Linked DNA regions of Mus musculus: regions 1 and 2 are each linked to region 3. Evidence: chromatin contacts called from public HiChIP or PLAC-seq data. All regions are on one chromosome and are shown on one strand. The core of a region is the stretch at or near the end of the contact, and the rest is flanking DNA. Distances in the headings are between cores, read along the strand shown. Region 1 overlaps Shroom3 (shroom family member 3). Region 2 overlaps Gm36764 (a long non-coding RNA gene). Region 3 overlaps Shroom3 (shroom family member 3).

Region 1 (2,825 bases), core at 101-2,600, 140 kb before region 3:
AAAACAAAACATGTACAATCTTAGTTCCTATCTTGGCGCTTAAAATTGTTGAGTTTTTATGGGGGAGAAAATGGCGACTTTGTTGAAGAATTATTATATTCAACTCGCAGTATTCTTATAAACTTCCATCTTCACGTAAAACTTCAAGAGAGAAAACCCACCTTGTGATGTCTCTAGCCAGAGATAGACATCTAAGTGCAATTCACATAACCAAATCTCGGATTCTGCCGGTTTATGCTGGAGAAAGGGGTTTTCCTCTTCAACCTTGAAGCTCTGAGAACCACTCACAGTTGCCACCTCCCAGGAGAGGTGGCAGCCTTCAGGAGGAAGTGAAGTGTCCAAGGTATGTGAAGGATACTGACTTTGAAAAGGCATGTGATCTAAGTGACGAGGAGTGCTGCTGGCCTATGACCTTGTCAGGTAAGACATGTCCTTAGCAGCATGGGGTTCAACTGGAGTGTGTTCAAACCCTGATATATCCTTGTCGCTAAGGGGTGTTTCCGGGGCTGGGGGGTGGGGGGCAGGGGAGCGGGAGGCAGAGTGTGTAAGGGCTGGACCGAGTTGGATGGATAGTGTTCAGAACCCAAACCGTCTCTCTCTGCCAGTGAAGATGATGCCTAGAAGATTCGAAGAAAAATTTTCTGGAATATAACCAAATGTTCTGGTGGGGACTGTGAATATCTTATTTCCGCCCCTCCCCCGAAAATTATTTAAGTTTCTTAAGGCATAGATAATGAGCCAGAAAGATTTGGAAAGGACCGGCAATATACTGATTTAGAGGTAGGTAATGGTGACTACTGTCTTTGGTTTTTCTTCTTTCTTTTAATGGGCGTGGTTGTCACTTGGTATCTCTGAGGACAGGCATCTCCTGCCTCCTGTCCCTCTGACAGTCTGAAGCTATCTGTGGCTATTGAAGCCTTTATGTAAAAGGCATTGTCCTTTGCACGTCACCTCCACGCACCTTCTTTTAGACAGACTTAGCTCTGGATTCCTCATAATTAACACCTAATCCTGTGCCACCTGTGGAATGAGGAGAAAGAGAGTGAGTGCTGGGTACAGTTGCGACATCACGGGCTTGACTCCAGTTGGCTAATTTGGAGCCCTGCTGTTCTGTGTCCTCTTGTGAGCAGCTGCCTGATAACTCGGTGGGGAGACAGTGCAAGAGATGAGCCCTGGGCCCCCGGGGGCCACCTGCATCAGAAGCCACCAGCTCACCTTGCAGGCAGTAGGGGCAAGGTTTAAAGCCAGGCTGAAGTGTCTGAATCTAATCTCATTTCATAGATAAGAAGGGAGTGGAGGCAGGTGACTCTCCGGTAAGCTGGAGTGATAGATAACAAAATGACCTGGAGATAACTGTGCTAATGACTAAAAGTCTCACGTTCCCCCACTGCTTGCAGACCTGTGACTCAGTGCTTCCCTGACTCATCAAAGACACCAACAATTACCTCAGAACTATACAAAATAACAACAGCAAACCAGTTACTTTTTAAAAGAAACTCCATCAGAGATTTGGCGTTTTTGTATCCTTCAATCCTGTCAGGACCCTGGAAGCCCCCCCCCCTTTTTTTTTTGCAGGGTAGGGTGGTGGGGTGTGTGGGATGGTGGGGGTGTAGGGGATGTCTGTCGTTACTTTTCATAGCATCAAGACACTGATCCTCATATGCTTTCTTCCTTATTCCTGTGTAAGAAGTCTTGGCTACCTCGAAATACTTTAAGCTTAAAGGCCACCAGTGTTGCTGTTCAAGATCAGTGCATTAAAGATACCCCCAGAGTGAAGAGAAGTAACTTCAAGAGAGAGATTGTTTCTGGTGGGTAAAGGAATTGGGGGCTTTAGAGATGCAAGTGACTTTGAAGACTGACCACAACTGAGGTATGGAGCGGAATGTGGACTTGGTTTTAAAAGGAGTGACATTGATTTTTTTTTTTTAAAAAACCACCTCCCTTCCTTTGCAAACTCTAATATTTATGCTTGAAAATAAAAAATTTCCACCAGCAAGCTGGCAGCTGCTTTGAGCTTGAAGGGCTTTCAAAAGCAAAACAGAAGAATTGAATGTGGCTGCGGTTTCACAGTCTCCATTTTCTTGCCTGACCTTAAGGAGCCAAGGCACTTTTCTTTCAACACCTGCAGACAATGAGCCTCTAAAAGTGAATCTAGCTGGGCCTAACTTCCCAGGAGTCATCGTCCTGGGCCCCCTTCAGTCCGTCTGCCTCACATCGCAGGGTTTTATTTTATACTTTCACGTACAGATTCCAGCTCAAGGAAAGTCTGTCTTTATTTTCTACTTGTATTTGTTTTTAAGCAAGACTCTCTCCTTGTAGGTGTCCAGGAAACTGTTCTCTTTCCAAGCCGGATGTCAGTGTTATTCCACATACCTTAGTGCTCTTGCCTAGGAACCAGTAGATAAAATGGGAGAGTTTTGTAGCCAGCACATTTGGGAGGCATCCAAAGGGTGCTTATGTTGGCGAAAGTCAAGAAGGTCACAGGCAGCTTGAGCAGACAGAACTAGCTCTTGATTGGCATTGCCTCATGGGAGAAATTAGGACAATAAGAGAGATCTGCCCAGAAAGAGCTGAGCAACAGCCTGTATTCCCAATCTGACCAACCCAAGAATTCTGTCTGCCTGAAAGGTGCTTACACTACTAAGAAAGACTCATGTTTTGAGCAGGGTCTCTGAATGCTTGTTACCTTTTATGTTCAACATCCCCCACCCCCAACATTTCTGGGGGAAGAGGTCACTACCACATGCGTGTGGAGGTCAGAGGAAATGTGAGGGACTTGGTTCTCTTTCTACCACGTGGGACCTGGAAATTTAGATCAGGCTCTT
Region 2 (2,700 bases), core at 24-2,523, 250 kb before region 3:
CGACATTAGCTTCTTCAAGTCCTGAGGTTGGAGCAATATCTGAGAGTGGGGTGATGCCAATTATCAGGTTTGGGAGGTCACCAAGGCAATCCAATTTGAATAAATTATAAATTAAAAATAAATAAAATAATAAGTGGCCCCTACCCAGGTCAGGGAGGCAACGCTGGCATTACTTGCCTGGGAACTTGGGACAATCTCAGGGTGGCCTGGGAAACCCAAGGGAGGGGCCAGGCACATGGAGTACCCAGAGCAGACAGGGAATGGAAGGACTAACGCTATCATTTATTAAGACTTACTAGGGTACATAAGGAGTGCATTAGCAGTCTCATTCGGACAAGGCATGGTGCCCCGTGCCTGTAACATCAGCCAGCCTTCTGAAGATTGAAGAGGGGTGGGGGTGGGGGATCTGAACTGAGGGTCAACTTGAGTTCTATAACCTACTCTACTTTTGTTATAATTAACGACAGAGTGCTTCCTAAACAAGCACAAAGCCCCAGGGTAGCTCCCCAGTACCTCAAAAAGGGGGGGAAGTCCCCATTTGAGAAGTGGAAATAAATATTTTTCAGATGAGTTACTAGCCCATGAGGGGTGGAAATAGACAACTTTAATCCGCACAGTGCAGAAGGAAAGAGACAGAAACAGGCTTGAGGTGTGGCTCACTATCTCCTAGCATTTCTTTCTTTCCTGATCCACCTGCCTCTGCCTCCCAAGTGCTAGGATTAAAGGCATGGACCTCCAGCCAACACTGTCATCTCATCCTTGCTGCCCCTCCCATGTCAACATGCCCACTCTTTCCCCTCCTGCCCCTTCCCACCCCCTCTGCAAAAGCATGTTTATTTACAGGCTTCAAAAGTGTCTGAAAAACTACCAAGGAAATAAGGGGAAAGCCTCAGGCCATTCACTCCTGTGGGAAAAGGAAGTGAGGGACAGAAAGGGGCATCAGGATTAACTGGTCAGAGCAACTCTGGACTGTGTGGTTTACTCCAGGCATCCCAGAGGAGGTGACACATCCTGTAGTCTGCTTCCTGCAGAGGAGCGACTCTCCTACGTGACAGTGATGTCTTCCACTTTAAGTCTTGCTTGGCTTGGGGGTTGGAGAGAGAGAGCTGCAGGGAGAGGGGGCCCCAACAGGAAATGGGGAGGGGAGAGGAGGAGGACTCTGGAAGAAAAGCATCTGGAATTCATCTCTTGGGGATAAGCCTAGCAGGCCCAGGCTCTGGGAACTCGGCTGGCCTCTGCTGCACAGCCTTCTAGTCTTGCTTCCTAGTGTGTAACCAACCACATGAGACAGCCTGCACAGCAGGCATTGGAGATATCCAGCAGAGATGGAGAGACTCTCCTTGGGAGATGAGGGCTGCTTCCAAGACTTAAAGGGCTGCGCAAGTTGCACAGGCTGTTGCAAGGTATGCAAGCTGGAAGAACAAAACCATCCCTGAGTAAACAGGCTGACTGGAGGGCAGTGTGGCCTGCACATGTGTGGGCCCTTAGTGCTCAAGGGATGGTATGAACACAGGAGCTGACGGAAGGAGGCTTTTCCAAATCCATTTGCACTGGGCTCTGCTTTCCAGAGGAGCCCTGGGGAGGAACATGAGATAGCCCCAGAGCAACATCTTAAGAAGGTCTTTAAAGTACTCCAGGCTTGTTTTAGATTTGGGGGAAAAAAACAGTTCTGGAATCATCTTGGACTGTCCATGAAGTCCGGAGAAGCTGTTTTGGAAATGTAATCCAGTCATGTCATTTCCCTGCTTGGAAAACACCAGAAACTCCTGCTGAAAGAGTTGTTCTCACCGGCCTTCCTGACAGGCGCCTTCCTGACAGGCTCCCAGCGGAAGGCTCCAGCCCTGTTAGCCACTTGGTCCTCCAAGCTTCAGGTTCAGGCCCTTTGAACCTGCTATTGTTTTTGCATAGAAGAGTGGTGTTTCCAGTGCCTGGATGAAGTGTGTGAGCCATCTATGTACAATGGGATAAGACTCGGCCATAAAAATAATAGGATCTTGTCATTTCCATCAGCATAGGTTGAGAAGTTATGATAAGTGGAATCAGCCAGACACCGACGGGCAAGGGTTGCCTGATGATGACACTCATCTGTAGACTATAAAAACTCTGACCTTGTTGCAGTTCAGAACAGTATAGTGATCCTCAGGGGCTAGCGTCAAACTGGGGAGGGTAAAGCATGTATCGATGGGTGTAGCCTTCAAGCAGATGGGAGAATCCGTTCTGGAAACTATAAGCAGGTGTCAAGATCTGTGGCCTACAAGTAGGTACACATCAGTTAGGAACAAAATTGAGGGTTGGACGTGCTGCTGAGTGGAGAGCATGCTTAGCACACGCAGTCTGTGGGTTCAACCTCCAGTACCTCATTAACAAACCAACTCACGTCAGCAAACGGAGTCGCTGGCCCCAGGGGGTGGTTGTACTGTTAAACTCCAGACTCTGGCTTGGTTTTGAGCGCTGAGGTAATTCAGTGGGACCTGGCTGTAGCTGGGATCTTGGAGGCTGTCATGCAATGATGGGCTCTTTAGGAGTCAAGGCCTCATGGGAAGGCATGGAGGTATGTCCCGCCACCTCCTGTCTCTTTCTTTGCTTCCTGGCTGCTAAGATGTGAGCTGCATCCCCCACAGGCCTACACCAAGATGCTCTGTCTTACAACAGGCAACAGGCCAACCGACTGTGTACTAGAATTCCCAAATTGTAAACCCA
Region 3 (2,700 bases), core at 44-2,543:
GTAGGAAGAAAGAGCTGCTTTGGGGAGATGAATTCTGAAACACTGGAGCCGGCCTCAGATAGAAATTGATACCACATGGGCTGGAGAGATGGCCCAGCTGTCAAGCACACCAATTGCCCTTCCAAAGGACCCGGGTTCAATTCCCAGCATCCACACAGCAGCTCACACCTGTCTGTAACTCCAGTACCAGGGCTTCTAGCACCATCACACAGACAAATGTGCAGCCAAAACACCAATATATATTAAATAAGAAAATAAGTAAATAAAAAAATTTGAAGCCATACAAAGCAAAGCATGTCTGGAAATTTGCAACCCTGACTTTTTCACTTCTGAACTGTTTAGAGCAGAATTATCAAGGTCTTATATTGTCTCACCCAGCTGAAGTTGATTTTTAATTATATGTAGGGGAGGAAAAAAACAACAACAACCTTCAAATGTTATATTTGGAGAAGGCAATTTTCTCAGTTCCTAAATCTAAACAGATGATCTCAGCTTATAATAGTTACATCATCCCTCAGTCCTTTGTTGTAGGAAGGTAGTCACTGAGGAAATTCAACAGTGAAACAAAAGGAAAGTTCTGGACGCGGGATGAACTCAGCTGGTTGACTGCTTGGCCAGCATGCCTGAAAACCTAGGGTTCCATGCCCAACACCTCATAAAGCAGGTACGGTAGCATACACATGTAATCCCAGCACCCTGGAGGGAGAGGCTGGAAGGTCAGACATTGAAAATAGCATCCTTAGTTACACAGGGAGTTTGAGGCCAGCTGGGGATATAATGAATATAAGAATATAAGAATGTAAGAATAAAATAAGAACGGGAGGGAAGAATGGAGGGAGGGGTAGGGAGGGAAGGGACATTCTAATAAGTGAGAAACCCAGTCTTTTGTATTTCCATTCTCCATATTTATCTGCCAACAGCTGTGTCACACTTCTAATGACCCCTGTACAGTGGGTCTGTCTTTTCTCCTCTTTCCATCCTCATTTTTTTCTTCCTTGGGGTTAAGAGAGAGCGGAAGGAGAAAGCAAGGATAGAAAGGCATGTAGGCTGGCATCTGCTGCCATCCCTGCCTCTGCTCAGCTGGGCAGAGCAGTCCTTATTAGCTCTTACATAAAACTAAGAATGTGTGCTCCTATTATTCGGGGATATTGGGTGACCACAAGAGGACAATCCATTCCACAAATTCCACTGCCCCTCATGACCAGGTGACGCAAGCTCTAGCACACAGGGCAGGTTGATTGTTTGCTCTGTCAAGGATATCTCAGCTGGCAGCCCTCACCCAGACTCCCCTTTCCTATCACTCCTGGGCTCTTCCGGTAATCTCTCTGACCAGAGTTTAGAACAAGCCAGTGAACAGGGAGGGCACTTATCAAGGGCAAACGTTTACTTTATGATGTGGCAGTTAAAAATAACCTTCCAGAAACACTGACTGCCAAGTGAAGGCTATTGTCCTGGTGGGTAGTACACCTAATACTTCCTCCTGTGGCTGGCTCGCCCACATTTCCATATTTCCTTGCCATCTACTGCTGCAAACTGGTGACGTTCAAAGGAGACCAGGATTTTTCAGAGGGTCCTGTTTCCAGAGTCCACTACTGTATTAGTTACTTTTTTTTTTTTTAATATGTGATAAGGCAACATGACCAAGACAACTTGAAAAAGAAACAGCTTGTGAGGGCTTACAGCCCCACCCAGAGCGTGAGTCCATGGCCTTGATGTAAGGAGTACAGCATCAGGCAGGCAGGCATGGTACAGGAACAGTAGCTGAAAGCTTACATGCCTAGCCATAAAAATGAGGCAGAGGGAGCTAACGGGAAATGGCATGGGCCTTTGAAACCTCAAAGCCCACCCCCAGGGACACACCTCCTCCAATATGGCCACACTTCCTAATCCTTCCCAAATAGTTCCACCAACTTGGGACTGAGTATTCAAATAATAAATGAGCTTATAGATGCCATTTTCATTCAGACTACCACACCGACTTTCCCATTTGTTCAGGATAAGAGACACATCACACTGGTTGGTACACTAGAGGCAGGGGTGAGGGTGGGGAATGCACAGCAACTACCTAGCTTCTATATTTTCACAATACATGTGGGTCCAGGGAAAGATGTCTAATTTCTAAACCTTTCATGCAGTCCACAACATATCCTGAGGTCAAGAAGAAGCTTAGACACAAAATCTAGGCTGATTCTGGGGGTCAGGAAATGGCTGAGGAAGCAGAGAGTCAGAAAAACCATCTGCACTGTGCTACGGGGAAGGTGTGGCTGTGCTGAGTAATGAAAGATTGGGCTGATGTCCATGTGGAAGCAATGATGGCCTTGGAATCCACAACTGACAGTGCTCTGAAGGATACTGCACAAAGAACTTGGAGCTGGAACATGCCCATAGCCCCAGCGCACTCCCGAGACCAAGGCAGCAGCTGATTTTGAGGTCCACTTGGGCTATACAGCAAGTTCAAGGCCAGCCAGGGCTACACGGTAAGACTTTATCTCAGACAAAACAATTTGCAAACTGCTTTAAGAGAAGAATCAGAGGTGCTCAGTTAAAAGCACTAGTTGCTCTTAACCCAGCGTGGTGGCACACGCCTTTTATCTCAGCACTTGGGAGGCAGTTGCAGGTAGATCTCTGTGAGTTCCAGGACAGCCTGGTTTACAGAGTGGATTTCAGGGCAGCCAAGGCTATTTATAGAGACCCTGCCTA

The links. HiChIP or PLAC-seq counts read pairs in DNA pulled down with a chosen protein or histone mark.
Region 1: a FOXA1 HiChIP or PLAC-seq map of pancreatic cancer cells shows a contact between it and region 3. The contact joins two enhancer-like sites. A contact is called at or near these places in 1 of 39 promoter capture datasets (embryonic stem cells), 12 of 484 Hi-C or Micro-C datasets (the G1E-ER4 cell line, the HL-1 cell line, cortical glia and 8 more), 11 of 115 datasets of contacts at active chromatin or transcription factors (cardiomyocytes, craniofacial prominence, embryonic forebrain and 6 more) and 1 of 9 other capture datasets (embryonic stem cells).
Region 2: a contact with region 3 is called in an HNF4G HiChIP or PLAC-seq map of pancreatic cancer cells. The contact joins two enhancer-like sites. A contact is called at or near these places in 1 of 15 datasets of contacts at CTCF or cohesin (large pre-B cells), 6 of 484 Hi-C or Micro-C datasets (dorsal root ganglion neurons, embryonic retina, embryonic stem cells and 1 more), 7 of 115 datasets of contacts at active chromatin or transcription factors (embryonic limb bud, embryonic stem cells, pancreatic cancer cells and 2 more) and 2 of 9 other capture datasets (embryonic tail and embryonic trunk).

The regions. Positions count from the first base shown.
Region 1 is chr5:92,887,301-92,890,125 of GRCm38.p6, reverse strand. The region is part of intron 2 of Shroom3 (shroom family member 3); the gene reads right to left. Among named protein-coding and RNA genes, the nearest start is that of Mir1961, 100 kb to the right of the region's middle. Within about 2 kb of position 1,350, at least 45 of the 459 cell types and tissues checked have an H3K27ac peak or open chromatin away from gene starts, as enhancers often do. A contact at or near this core is called in pancreatic cancer cells, where this site is marked.
Region 2 is chr5:92,996,339-92,999,038 of GRCm38.p6, reverse strand. All of the region lies in intron 1 of Gm36764 (a long non-coding RNA gene), which reads left to right. Among named protein-coding and RNA genes, the nearest start is that of Gm36764, 11 kb to the left of the region's middle. RefSeq lists an enhancer at 745-1,772. Within about 2 kb of position 1,273, at least 106 of the 459 cell types and tissues checked have an H3K27ac peak or open chromatin away from gene starts, as enhancers often do. A contact at or near this core is called in pancreatic cancer cells, where this site is marked.
Region 3 is chr5:92,744,599-92,747,298 of GRCm38.p6, reverse strand. All of the region lies in intron 1 of Shroom3 (shroom family member 3), which reads right to left. Among named protein-coding and RNA genes, the nearest start is that of Mir1961, 43 kb to the left of the region's middle. Within about 2 kb of position 1,293, at least 57 of the 459 cell types and tissues checked have an H3K27ac peak or open chromatin away from gene starts, as enhancers often do. A contact at or near this core is called in pancreatic cancer cells, where this site is marked.